Linked DNA regions of Sus scrofa: region 2 is linked to region 1. The links are chromatin contacts, called in public HiChIP or PLAC-seq maps. All regions are on one chromosome and are shown on one strand. The core of a region is the stretch at or near the end of the contact, and the rest is flanking DNA. Distances in the headings are between cores, read along the strand shown.

Region 1 (7,168 bases), core at 2,982-5,481:
CATATTGGGGCAACCAATTAATACCTTCTTTTTACAAACAGCATTATTGTTTGTGCCAACATCTTCCTCCACATGACCCACAAAATCTCTAAAGAACAATGGTCAAAAGAGAAATTATGCCAAAGAGAAAAGTTGCTTTGGAGTTTTAAGTTCAGATTCTTTAGAAACAAAAAAAGTTAATAAGCCTCCCATTTATAAGCACTAAAAAAAAAAAAAAAAAAAATCAACACTGATTAAAACTAGGACTAACCAAATCAGACCTCTGACCATGAAACTTGCAAGCAATGATTCCTGGCTTAGGGGAGGGGGGAGGTGTGCGCAGTCATTGGGGGGAGGGGGTTACAGATGATGTAGGCCCCTTTCACCATGTAGCAAAATTAACCAACATTTCCTGCAGAGGAGCAAGCAAAGACCCAAGCTTTTAGATATAATTTCAGATAACTCAAAAACTCTCATACACCCTCCCCTGTAGGTCCAGGAACTGGAACCTCAGAAACCAGTCTGTCATGATAAGAAGAAAAAAAAAAAAAACGATTATAGTCAGGGACCTGTGATCAATTCCTGAGTTTGCTACTTACTAGCAGTTTAACCAAAAGCATGTTACCTAGTAATTCCTCTGCCCCTACTCTCCCACTCTCTAAAAAATGAGTACCAGTATCTACCAGGGGCACTATGAGGATGAGAAGGCAACATGAAAAGTCACTCTTGGAGTTCCCGTCGTGGCGCAGTGGTTAACGAATCTGACTAGGAACCCTGAGGTTGCAGGTTCGTTCCCTGCCCTTGCTCAGTGGGTTAAGGATCTGGCGTTGCCGTGAGCTGTGGTGTAGGTTGCAGACGCGGCTCGGATCCTGCGTTGCTGTGGCTCTGGCGTAGGCCAGTGGCTACAGCTCCGATTCGACCCCTAGCCTGGGAACCTCCATATGCTGCGGGAGCAGCCCAAAGAAATAGCAAAAAGACAAAAAAAAAAAAAAAAGAAAAGTCACTCTGTCAAGTGCCAAGCACTACACTAGAATTAACTGTTCCAGTAAAATATGTCATCTCAAGGAAGAGAAACTAAAAACTATCTTCTAAATTATAAAATAATAACTGATTGTTATCACGAGGCCTTAAAAATAGGCTTTGGAAATATATCCTCTGTGGCTAGGGGGAAAAAAAAAATCCTATCCCCAAACTAAGTTTCTAAACTAGAGACTGCACACATGAACTGTGTTCAAGTAGTATTATGCTACAGCTATGTTTACAATTTTTTCCTGATGGGACCTAGATCTATAATCCCCCAACAGTGCTGACTGATCCCGGATGAAAAATGGGATGCTACTACAGGGTACACTGCATGCAGAGGGTGGGGAGGGGACTGAGAGTGTCAGAAGGCCCCGTGGAAATGCCCGCATTTACAGAGCAATTACACTCCTGGCAGCACCACTGCCAGTGCTCTGCAAACACCAGCTCCCCGCCCTTCCAAATGATGGCCCAGGAGACTGCAGCTCCTGAGGGTGCAGCCTTGTTCACTCTGTTCACCACATCGAACAGCACAGTGCCTGGCAAACAGCAGATGGTCCATAAATAGGCTGCATAATGGTGACACAGGAGCATCTCCACTTTAAAAATAACAACATGGAAGCTCAGAGAGGCTAAGTTACTTGACCAAATAATATACAGCCATGCTTGGAACCCACATTTGCCTGTTTTCCAAAGTTCTCCAATGGCATGCTATCTGCCCTGGTTCTCCGGCTTTAAGAAGGAGTGAGAATTCATCCTGTGGAGACCCAGACATAGCAAAGGGCTTTATTATGAGACCCAAGGTAAGTCCAAGGATTTTCTACAGGCAGAGTCCTTCAGACTCAGGTGGGTGAGAGAGCTAGAGTTTCAATCTTAACACTAACAGTGTGGGTCTGAAGTTGGGACTAAACCAAATCTAGCAACCACTGACAGATCCACACTTGGGCTGGCTTTGGGGACCAAATGTGATCTCCTCCAGAGCAGAGAGTTCTGTCTGCCACAGTCACATGCCTAGCAAAATGCCTGGAACACAGGAGGCACTGAAAATAAAATCAACACAGACTGTTCATTAAGGGATGAGTGAAAGCCAGTGGAAGGTGGCACCACAAGCAAAGATGCTACCGAAAACCTAGGACTTAAAAAGAGTGAAAATGAAAACAATAAGCACCATGACTCACCCAGAGATCCCCTCGCTCTGTCTTAAAGAGACAGAAAGTTCTTCGGACACAGCATAGCACCATTAGAGATGGGAAAGGGAAGAAAGCTATACATTGAAGAAGAATTTTCCCATCCAGACCCCACATCCTTGACACCACAGATAACACCAGAAGAAAAGGCTGTCCAGAGGAGCAGAAGGTAAGAACCTCACCGAGGGGCCTTTTGTTTGAGGATACCTTCCTTTTAAAAGACCCCTTATCAACCTGACCCTAGTGGTCCTGACTAAAGGTTGCTTATAAAAAGGAATAGTCTAGGAAATGACAGCTGTCAGAATCTGCAATGTGGCACTGCATAATCATAGGCATAATGCTTATGCCATGATGGACAAATTAAAAAGTCTTCAATAAGTTCTGGGCCCAAATGTATCATCTGCAAGATTGAGTGTGTGGCCCAGTTTCTTTAGTTTAAATTAAAGATACTATCCCATGTTCATTTATCTACAGTAAGATATCAGAAATACTTATCAAAGTTATATTATGGCAAATGTTTTTCACTTTTGGAAAACAGAAGAGGCATAAGATTCTAATCAGTACCAATCTTTTTTCTCCATTTTTAAGTTGAAGAAAATAGCTACCAAATGCTTTAAAATAAAATTTTAAAAAAACCACTTGCACCCTCCAAGTAAAAAAACAGCCATCTGAGTTTCAACATGTATGACAAGAGCGAGGGAAAATATTAGGAAGTACTCACTCTTGAGAAATAAACTTACTTCTGAAATAATTAAACTTAATATACATTTATACCTTTTAGCAAAACTCATTTGCCCTGAACCAAAAACACCTAATTTCCAATTAAAAAGAGATATTGTATATCTGATATGAAAACGACCACCAGTAACTGGAGAAAAAGTCTAATAGAATTTTCTCCAGTTTATTTCCCTCAAGTTAAACATGCATTGTGAAGACGCCATGGTACTGTACAAAGCAATGTTTATTTCCTTTAATAAAAATGAGTTTCAGCTAAGTTCATCAAAAGCAAGTCAAATGGAAAGGCTATAATTATCCCAAATTTTGTAGTGTTGTCATATAGCTATTTAAAATGTCTTCAAACATCACACTACAATTGGACAGCCAAGCGCATGATGAATTTTTCCAAAATAGTGTAGCACAGGAAGGCATAAGACCCCACGACCTCCAATGAACAAAATATGCTAGTTCTCAAATCTGGCAAGAAATGCAAAACAATCTAGAGTTTCTGGCCAAAGAACATGAACAGTTCACACCCATAACTTATTGGCGATGTACGCAGATCTTACTCCTCTGGCAGGTCCCACACTAAAAGTGAAACCGGATCATCCAATTTCCAGCCAACGGATCCTCGTATTAAATGAAAACGGCAACCTATATTCAGCACCTGAATTCATTTTAGGGAAAAGAGAAATCTATAAAAAGTTCCGTTCGTTCTCCTATCGGGGTCCTGCAAACTGCTGGTTCTCAACCTACTTAGGGTCAGGCTTAATCTAAATGCATGTCAGGGCACTTCCCCCACCTGCGTCTGCACTTGAGCACATGGGTCTCCAAGCTCTTCTATGAAGGCTCAAAGGGGTAGAGAGAGCCTGCGGCTACCCTCGCACAAACGATACCTTGCCCAGAAGACACTGAGGGATAACTCGGGTCACTCGCATTGAGGGGGGAAGGTTGGGACACGGGAGGGGAAACTGAGTCAGGGAAGAAACGGAAGCGCAAGGTGACCGGGACACGGAATCGCCTCGTGCCCCAGACCCTCTCCTGACCGCGAGACCGTCCCACGCCACCCAAGGGGTACCTGTCACCGGCCGCGCAGCGGCGGCACACGCGCCGCCCGCAGCCCCTTTCCAGCCCATGCCGGGGCCGCGCTCCGTCTGCGACGGCACCTGGGACAAGGCCGGAGCAGGGTGGAGCGGGGTGGGGCGGGGCAGCTGCGGAGAGGGCAGCAGCTGCGCCAGTGAGCGGCCGACACGCGCCTTTCCCGCGGCTCGGCTCACAAGCCGGCCTCGCAAAGCTAAAGACCAGCAGCCGACCGCCCTTTACTTCCGCTTCCTACTGGCTGGAGTCGGAGGACTTCCGGCTACTGAGTCACGGCGGGGACCGCCCAGAGCGTCGCGCGGCCGCCATCTTACATCCGAGAAGGCCACGCCTCTTTTGTAGCTTCCAGCTGTTTAGTATAGCCACGGAGGCTCGGGTCTGCAAGTCCTGGGGCGTTGTTTAGGCAGGCAGCTAAGACCCAAAAGCTTCACCACGTGGTGCGACCGGAAAGGGGTTTCATACTTTTTGCAGATTGGGACTCGGAGGAGCTTCAAAGTCTACTTCCTTAAACCCTTTATTAAAAAAGCTGTTGCACAGTAAAGGACAAAGTGACAATGTTTTTGAGCATCTTCGACTTTATTTTAAACCTTAGATTTCGATAGCTTTCGTTCCAGGGAGCAAGGGAAAGGAAGATTTTTTTAAATTTTATGAAACGATTTAGCTTATTTTATACGGTCAGTGGCAACTTAATCTGCAATGATTACTTTGTCCTTTGCTTCTTTTTTTTTTTTTTTTTTGAAAATATAAATCTGTGTAAAATTGTTTTAGCATATGTGACATTGGGCAGATCATTTTAGCCGCCAGATATGAATACATCTTTGGAGGGTATTTTTTAACTAATAAAGTGAACTAGAAACCAAAAGTACATTAAAAAGTAATTTAAGAAAGTGTACAATTTTAACTGACTCGATTGTGGCGTACAGTCCTTCCCTTGAGAATGCCAGACAGAACAAGGACTAAAACACCCCCCTCAATTTGTACTGTGCTTAAGAACCTCTAGCTGACTGTTGGGTTTTCAGTTCCTTGCTGGAATAAAAGGAGTGCAGATAATTTTAAGAACTGGAAATGACCATTTTAAGTTTATTTCTTGAGGGAGATTTTGTGTTAGTGGCTGTCCATTGTGTGTTTTTTGCCCCTTTTCATGTGATGCTTTCCACAAAAAAAGAGAATTGTTTTCTTTCTTTTTTTTTTTTTTTTTTTTGTCTTTTAGGGCTGCACCAGCGGCATATGGAAGTTCCCAGGCTAGGAGCTGTGGCCTCCAGCCTTCACCAGACCACAGCAACTTGGGATCTGAGCCACGTTTGTGACCTACACCACAGCTCATAATAATGCCAGATCCGTAACCCACTGACCAAGGCCAGGGGTGGAACCCTTGTCCTCATGGATGCTAGTTGGGTTCATCAACCACTGAGCCACGATGGGAACTCCCAAGAATTGTTTTCTAATTCACCACTTTACAGAGCTTTTCACTCTCTGTTTTAACTTGGTCTTCTGCTATTGATGTATAAACACCACCAACCTTTGCTTAGTTAATAAGTGATAGTACAGAATTTCTAAGAAAGTTGAGTTTCTGTTTCGCTAAATTTTTCTCAGAAAGTTCAGTGCAATTTTATTTCACCAAAAAACAGATTTTTTAAAATTGTTTTAACTTTTTGAGATAATTACAGATTCACAAGAAGTTGCAGAGATAGTACAGTGAAGTCCCATGCACCATTCACCAAGTGCTCCTAGCAGTTACATCTCAAAGAACTATAGTACAGTATCAAAACCAGAAATCTGAGATTTGTACAATGTGTTTGTATAATTTTGTCATTTTAACAGTTGTATAGATTTGGGTAACCACCACTAAAACTCAAGAACTCTTCCAACACCACAAAGATTTCTAAAGAGTTGCGGGAGGGAGGATGATTTTTAAGGCAGTGAAAGCATTCTGGATGATATTCTCATGATGGGTATATGTAGACATTGTCAAACCCACGGAATGTACAACATCAGAAGTAAACCCTAAGGTAAACTATGGACTTTGAGTGGTAAGGGTATGTCAATTTAGGTCTATCAGTTGTAGCAAATGTAGTTACCACTATTAATAGTGGGGGAAATTGTGAGAGTTCCCATCCTGGCTCAGTGGTAAAGAACACCACTAGAATCCACGAGGACATGGGTTCAATCCCTGGTCTTACTCAGTGGATCAGGGATCCAGCATTGCCATGAGCTTTAGTGTAGGTCACAGATGCACCTCAGATCCGGTGTCGCTGTGGCTGCAGTGTGGACTGGCAGCTGTAACTGCGATTCAGCCCCTAGCCTGGGAACTTCCATGTACCACAGGTGCAGCCCTAAAAAAAAAAAGAAAAAGTAGCAGAGGAAGTGGCTCATATGTGGCCTCAGAGGTAGGTATACAAGAATTATCTGTACTCTCAGCTCATTTTTCTATACATCTAAAACTGATCTAAAGTCTTAAAATAATACTCTTTTTTAAAAGGAAAAATCAGGAGTTCCCCAGCAGCCTAGCAGTTAAGAATCTGGCATTATCACTGCTGTGGCTTGGGTTCGATCCCTTCCATATGCTGTGGCCACGGCCCAAAAAAACCCAAAGTCTTTTTTCTCATTATAAGATAAATAAAAATGAGACTCAAGCTTTTAAAAATAATGGATAAAAATAATTGATAGACTCTATCTTTAGAGTAGTTTTAATTTGACAGAATAATTGAGCAGATATTACATACAGTTCCATATATCCATCCCATCCAAACACGGGACACCTAATAGAGTTTCCAGTGTTAGTAACATCTTGCATTAGTGGGGTACATTACAGTAACATCGGCATAGTGGAATATTTAGAATAATCCTCAAATAAAATAACTCTGAGTTCCTGTTGTGGCTCAGCGGTGATGAACCCGACTAGCATCCATGAGGATGCAGGTTCAATCCCTGGCCCTGTTCAGTTGGTTAAGGAACTGGGGTTGCCTTGCGCTGTTGTATAGGCTGCAAACACAGCTCAGATCTGGTGTTGCGGTGGCTGTGGCATAGGCCGACAGCTGTAGCTCCTATTCCACCCCTAGCCTGGGAATTTACATATGCCATGGTGTGTCCCTTAAAAAAAAAAAAAAAAAAAAAAAAAGGAGTGACACAGTGGAAACTAGGAACCATGAGGTTGCAGGTTCCATCCC
Region 2 (7,181 bases), core at 2,924-5,423, 1.2 Mb after region 1:
AAGAGTCAAGTTTAACTTGTATGATAGATAATTGAGATAAACTTCAAAGTGTATTATTGAGCTCTATTTGATAATTTCTAAATATTTATTACCACTAATAGATTCAAGCTGAATTCCATAAAAGGCAATCTAGGTTTTCTCTTGGATTAAAACAAAATGCAAACTACTCTCTTAATCTAAATAATTTGCTTCATTTCAAAAAAAAATTAATGTGAACTAGGCAATATATATGAAAGTTACAGCACCTACAGTCCCAAAGTCTAAGAAATAACTTTTTTTGCTTTTTAGGGCCACACCCAAAGCATACGGAGGTTCTCAGGGTAGGGGTCGAATCAGAGCTACAGCTGCTGGCCTATACCACAGCCCCAGCAACGCCAGATCTGAGCTGGTCTGCGACCTAGACCACAGCTCACGGCAACACCAGATCCTTAACTTACTGAGCGAAGCCAGGGATCAAACCCGCATCCTCATGGATACTAAATGGATTCATTTCCGCTGCAGCCACAAAGGGAACTCCCTGAGTTAACTTTTTAAAATTAGATAGCAGTTGATCCCTAACAACTGTGTATCACTGCAGTGAACTATACAGGCACACTATTTCTTCTCATTACCTTCTGACTACTTACCACTTACTAATAGTTCTGAGGGTGGGTAGACAGAGGAAATGATGTGGAAAAAAGAATCAATTTTGCTAAATATTTTTTATTTTAAGGAAGTTGTTTATAGGGCTTTAAATCAGATTTCTGGACTACATGATTTTTATATTATCCATACCCTCCCAGACTGTTAACAAAGTTAAAATAAGAATTTTTACCAAGATTTGGGCCCAATATTTGTTAGATATCAAGAAAGAAAGAAAAAAAAAGAATAATCTAATTTAAAAGGGAAAAAAAGGGGTCCTCTTGAGTCCCTCAGAGCTGAACTCTAAGGCATTCATTCATTATCCTAACAGGAGCCAACAGAGAGAGACAGACTTCTAAACATCTAAATATAATGAGGTAAGCTTAAAGGCCCATGGCATATACTGGCCTAGGAAAAAAGTAGAAGAAAACCGTACGGTAAAAATTCAGAGTTTCTGAATGGATGTGAGCCAAGTAGCAAGTAACCTTACTAGGAAGATGGGCACCATACAGCTAAAGAGAAGGGGCCGTAAAGCAAACTGTGACCAGCTTATGTCAATGAGAAACATGACAGTACTTAAAAAATAAAATAAGATCTGCATAGAACTAGAAAAACTAGCTGGTATCTTGGTTTTGATAGTGCAATAGCACCAATACAGCAAGGGTAAGCAGGTCAATCCCTTGCAAAACTTACCTTGATTGGCCCAATGGAAACAGAAGGCCCCAGAAAAGAGAGAAGCATCTGGCAGTAGCAAATTGTTTTATTTTATCTTTCTGTGGAAAGAAACTAATTTTAAATAAGAACCAGAGCATTTAAAGAATAAATATTTTTTAAAGCTCATTATCTAGTTAGAGTAGCTCTACTAAGAAAATAAGAGCTCCTTGCTGTTTAGAGATGGAAAGAAACAGAAGAGGAAATCAGAATTGTTTCTCCATCAACTAGGGAGTTTAAAACTTGTATTATTCCAGAGTAACAGAATAAATAGTTTTTTATTTAAAGAACTCCTAAAGGCAGAATCTTCTGGGCATAGTGTCTTTGAATAAAGACTTTTATACAAAATTACGGGCTATACTCCAAATAAAAAAGAAAACCACCTGACATTAAGCTCTTCTACTCTTATGTAAAAAGAAGCACACAGAGAGAGCTCCTTTCTCCACTATAATTTCACCAGTAACTCAAACCATCAAGGCTTAAATGATTATCAAAGTAAACAGTACTAATTAACAAAAAGATCATACCTAATTGATTGGCTTTCCAAATTTTTTGTTAGCCTAAATATTTGATGCTTTATTGTGATACTACATGGAAAGAACTCAGCCACCAAAAGATATGGTATAATAGAACCTCAGAGGGGGCACAAAATTAGTTATGGTAATTGAACCTGTTACCTTTCTAGGATGCTTTTCTAGGAATTCAGTTCTGTTGAATTCACTGAATCAGCATTAAAACCTTTTGGTCCAAATCACTCCCACAAAATGTCTGTTTACAATTTATGTTGGAGATGGAAGGGACAGCTCAAAAGCAGGAGTGCGGAAGCAATAAGCATTTAAAAAAAAACGAGGACACAAGACAGTGTAAGTGGAAAATGAACTATATGGCACCGTCCTATGAAAAACCAAATCAGAGTAGAACTTTCCCACCTCCACCCACCCCCACCACACAGACACCACAAATAGGAAGCTATTTCAGGAATAAAATTCATTCTAAGCCAAAGGCTTAAACAATTGCTATTTCCAGATTCTATGCATAGACATGGTCCACCAATATAAATTACATTGACATAGTATATTTACTTCAACTGACATACTTGGAGGGGAAAAGTAATTAAACTAAAAAGCCTAGGTATACATTGCTACTTTCAAATTAAACAAAACAAAAACAACTCAGCTTTGTTGCTTCAGAAAGTTAACCTCTCATACAGAAGACTTTCCATTACAAACAAATTTGGTAAATGACACAATTCCACATTTCACTTATTTGAAAATATTATTTTGGCATAAACTAAAACTCAAAACAGCTGCAAATATTGACCCAGATTTTGAATTTTGACACAAGAACACCAGAGGTAAAAAGTAAACAAATAAATACATAGTAAAACAAAACATTCTTACTTGTCCCATTGGTGGCCCTCCCATAGGGGGCATCATTTGCGGCATCATTCCATGAGGTACAGGAGGCATATTCGCTCTCTGACCCATAGGGTGCATTCCCATTGGGGCATAATGCATGCTAGGGTGCCCCATCTGAAAAAAAAAAAAAAAAAGAAAAAAAAAAAAAAGGAAAATTTACAAATTAGCAAAGACCGATAAATGCATCTCAAAAATTAACGAAGACTAATAAATGCTTCTCAAAAATCTGACTTCAACAAGTCAGTTATGCGCATAACATTATATTTGTCTAATATGTGACTAAACTATTGATTCAACATTTACTTTCTGGTCTTAAATCTGCAACTTAGCAAATTTCAGAAAGTGGAAAAAATTAAAATCATTACTGGATACCTAATTCATTTTTTAAAACATGATGATTTAATCAATTACTAAATGGCTTGCTAAAGTGAGAGAATACAGTTTAAACGCCAGCCTAAAAACTATCATGGTGAAAACCACAGCTTTGTCCTACTTCACAGATATAAGACAGCTTATTTTTATTTTATTGCGCCATTTATCCTTACTTTCTACATTGATTTTAAACTTTAAAATGCCGAAGTTACCAAATTAACTCAGATAAGGGCTACCCTTATAAAACACCAACAGTATGGATCCTCAGGAACACTTCACTCTTAATACATAAACATACTACTTACAACAGAATCTTTGAGAAAAATTACTTATGCCAAAAAAAAAAAAAAATCCCAAAGACCGAGGTCTGTCATTCATAGATACTAAAGTAAATAACTAATTCATCCATCTTAACGAGCTCCTATAAAAAGACAACTACTTTCTTTACCTGTGTCTTCATTGTTCCAGGCCTTAAAACCAGGTAACTATCTCCTGCCAATTCTCCCAGCTGTCCTCCCGCTACGGACACCACTAACACAGGTGAAGAAATTCTGGCAGCCTGTTTTAGACTCTACAGAATCAAATCTCCGCCTCCCCAACACGGCTAAGTCAGGCCTACCTCTCCAAAACGCTCACCCCGCCCGCGACCAGCACAACCAACGCGCAACTGCCTAGGCCAAACCCACCAGCAACTTCCAGGGTCCCACTTCCTTTTCTTTGTGCACCCCCGCCCTCCATTTCTCTCCCCCGGAACATATCCCACCATCTCGAGCTCTTCCTTCGTCCACTCTCATCTTCTTCTCCTTTGGGAGAAAGCTTCCTCTCTCTCTGACTCCGTTTTCATTGTGCCGCTTTCCCCTGCCCCACCGATCCCTTACCGAGGGCCGTCTCCTCAGGAAGCCGTCAGCAGAGACCCAAGAGCTGGAGCAGAGGCTTGAGCCGGACAATCTCCGCTCCCCGTCCCCGGGACCCCGCGAGGGAGGATGGCTCTCCATTTCACTCACCATGAGGCCTCCTCGCTCAGCTCCCGTCCCCGGCCTCATCGTCGGGCTCAGACTGCTCCGCCGGCGGCCACTGCCGCTACACATACCAACAAGAAGCGATCTGAGTGGCTGGAGCCCACTGGGGCCAAAGGTTAAAGGCTGCCCTGCGCTACGGGGCGGAACCAGCGGGGCCAATAAGCTGACAGGCTTCTCCGCTGTCCAATCAGACTGCGCTGCCGACACGCAGCTCTTCGGCGATTCGCTCCCAACCTCAGCCTCACTCGGCGTCGCCTGCATGGAGGGGGGAGGGGGACGGAGGAAGTTTCTGTTGCAAGTCCTCTTGGGGAAAAACTCCAGTAACTTACCCCAGGGAAGGGAAGACGTCTGTGTCTCAGCCTCCCGAGCTTAGTTCGCCTCACCCCGAAGGGGGTGGGGCAGTGGGGTTCTGCCACCTTCACCCCCCGCCCGAGTTACGTACGCCCCCACAAACCTGAGGCCGCCTGGGGTGGGGTGGGGTGGTAGGGTGGGGTGGGATGGTAGGGTGGGGGTGGGGGTGGGGAAAGCTTCTAGCGTTAGCGGTGGCCGGATACGCGCGCGCGCGCGCGCGCGGGGGGCGGATCGAGTTGGAGGGAGGGGGCGAAGAAGGCTAGAGGAGGGGTCTTGAGAAGGTTCGATCTCCGTAAGATCCAACTGGGGAGCGGGCGCCGGGATAGGGGAGTGAGGGGAGCCGGAGGCGTGCCAAGCTGCGTGGTGGGAAGTTGTAGTGGGGCGGGGAGAACAAAACGTAAGGGAAGGAGGAATGGGCTGTTAAGGGAGGTGAGGGTGCGGGGTGGTGAACTGCCGTGGAGGGAAGCGGGGGTGGAGGTAGGAGCGAGTGTAAGGCGTAAAAGTGAGAAAACAAATTGAGTCGGTAATGTGTATTAGGGCGCATGGCGGGCGCTAGGACCGGGTGCCACGAAGGTGCGACTTTGGGGCTGCCGGGCCGCGCTCTTGCTTAGAGGCGACGCTGCGATGGCCGAGGTCTCAGGGCGAGACGAACCTGTGCAGGGATAGGGGACTTGACTGCCTTCGGCCTCTTCTTTCCTCCCCTCTGCGCTCTTCTCTGCTCGCCTTCCCTCCTACAGCTTGAGGGTAGTACCCTGATCCTGGGACGCCCAGCCTCTCCAACTCCACAGCACCTTACCCGCCCAGCCGCCCACCCTTGCGCACCCCTGCGCGCCTCTGTCTGGTGGTTTAGGCCGGGGGGGGGCCGTTGATTGGCTGCTGGGACCGCGGGGAGGGGCTGGTGAACAACGCTCGCTCTCTGGGCCTCACTGTCTTTCCCGCCATGTCGTTCGTGGAGAGCGGGAGGCGCCCGGCCCCTCTGCGCCGTCGTCCGGGTACCCCTGTCCCGTTCGCTCGGCCGGCATTTTCCGCTTCCACTCAGGGAGACAGCTGGGGTGAGGGTGAAGTCGATGAGGAGGAGGGATGCGACCGAGTAGCCCGTGACCTGCGAGCGGAATTCTCGGCCAGGGCGTCGCCCGAACCTAGAAAGGACTCGCTCCTCCGGCCAGATGGGGACGGGTCTTCCCTCCTGGCGGATAAGCGGAATGGCATCTTGGCGGATGCGGGCGGTCGAACCCGAGCTCGGCGCTGGCCGGTCCAGGTCCTCTCAATTCTCTGTTCGCTGCTGTTCGCCATCCTCCTTGCCTTCCTCCTCGCCATCACCTACCTGATCGTAAAAGGTACTGAAGTCCAGAAACTGTATAGTTTTTTAAGCTGAGGTTGGACGTGGCTCTCGGCTTCAGCTCCTTCTCCCTATCAAAGGCCACCAAGCTGTAGCGACTTCCATCCAGAGTCCTCATCCGCATTTTTTGGCCTTCCCGTTTTGTTTTCTTTTTCTTAAAGGTGGAAGACCTTGGTCTGTGGTCAGGAGACCTATTTTAAGAAAGGGTCTTCATTAAGTGGGTAGTCATGAAAAAGAGAAAAAGTATCTTAAAGTCAGTGAACACTTGGGGTAAAACCTTAGCAAACTTAAGCAAAATTCAAGACAACCATCATTAAAGGAAGACGGTGAAAAGTGTAATTAAAGTAGGCTATGCAAGTTCAAAGACTTTAATCTGCAAATGATTAAAGATGTGTGTAATACACTGATTCCTCTGTACACTTAAGGAATTCCTGAAGGACAAGGATTTGCATCCTACAACCCAAATTTCTCTTGTATAGATAAAATTAGTACCTCTCGGTTTCGTCTTAGGTTTGCACCCAGTGTAGTGGTAAAGTTCTGTTGCGGGATCTTGAGTCTGTTTTTTCTCCGATTGATAGTTTTATTTCCCGGTGTCTTAAGTTGAAATATTGGCCAGATTGGAACAGATGTGCCTTGAAAGGTTTTCCACAGCTTATATGAATATATTATGTGGTTAGGTAATTTATATTGCAGTGGAAGGAATCAGACCTGAGTTTAAATCTCAGTTCTCACTGATGTGTGACTTTGGCTAAGTTACTGAAAAAGAAAAAAACAAAACTACCTTAGTATGAAAAGCATCCAACGCATTGTTATCCGAGTCAGTTTAATTCAAGTTTTTATTTTTCCTCATTGCTTCCAAGCCCCTTGTGGGCTGCAGGTGCATGTAGCAGATTACCATGCTGGATTTTCATAGAGAAGACTAATTGGCAAGTTAATTATGAGTTTTACCTCTTCAAACAATAGTATTGGGTGTAAACTCAATGTCAAACTTTGACAATGTTTCATTCCTCTATCCCTTCTCTCCTGCATTTTTTCCAAAGCAACTCAGAGTTTTGTCTTTTAGGCAATTTCTTTCTTTCTTGCACTGAGAGATTCTTTGTTCATAAAGTCATAAAACTGGATAAGTGGAAGTCCACTGCAGAAGACATTGAGCTGTGCCTATTTTGGAGAATGGAGAAAGGAGCTGAGGCAAAACGAAGTAATCTGAATTACATAAAATGTCTTCACAACATTCCTAGGGAATAAAAATTCCCATGTTTTATGTACATGTCAGTTGATTCACAGAAACATCTTATTTGCTTACTGAAGGTCACATAGCTAGTAAATGATATCAGAATTTGAACCCAGTTG

What was found. HiChIP or PLAC-seq counts read pairs in DNA pulled down with a chosen protein or histone mark.
Region 2: an H3K27ac HiChIP or PLAC-seq map of alveolar macrophages shows a contact between it and region 1. The contact joins the promoter of PRPF40A here to the promoter of UGGT1 in region 1. A contact is called at or near these places in 1 of 47 Hi-C or Micro-C datasets (heart right ventricle) and 1 of 2 datasets of contacts at active chromatin or transcription factors (alveolar macrophages).

The regions. Positions count from the first base shown.
Region 1 is chr15:59,260,822-59,267,989 of Sscrofa11.1, forward strand. It overlaps UGGT1 (UDP-glucose:glycoprotein glucosyltransferase 1), which reads right to left and starts at 4,232. Exons shown (of 40, transcript XM_021075942.1): 1 at 3,982-4,232. The coding sequence starts at 4,039.
Region 2 is chr15:60,435,207-60,442,387 of Sscrofa11.1, forward strand. It overlaps PRPF40A (pre-mRNA processing factor 40 homolog A), which reads right to left and starts at 4,174. Exons shown (of 26, transcript NM_001244573.1): 1 at 4,001-4,174; 2 at 2,733-2,864. The coding sequence starts at 4,165. ARL6IP6 (ADP-ribosylation factor-like protein 6-interacting protein 6) reads left to right here and starts at 4,382. Exons shown (of 4, transcript XM_001926700.7): 1 at 4,382-5,829. The coding sequence starts at 5,433.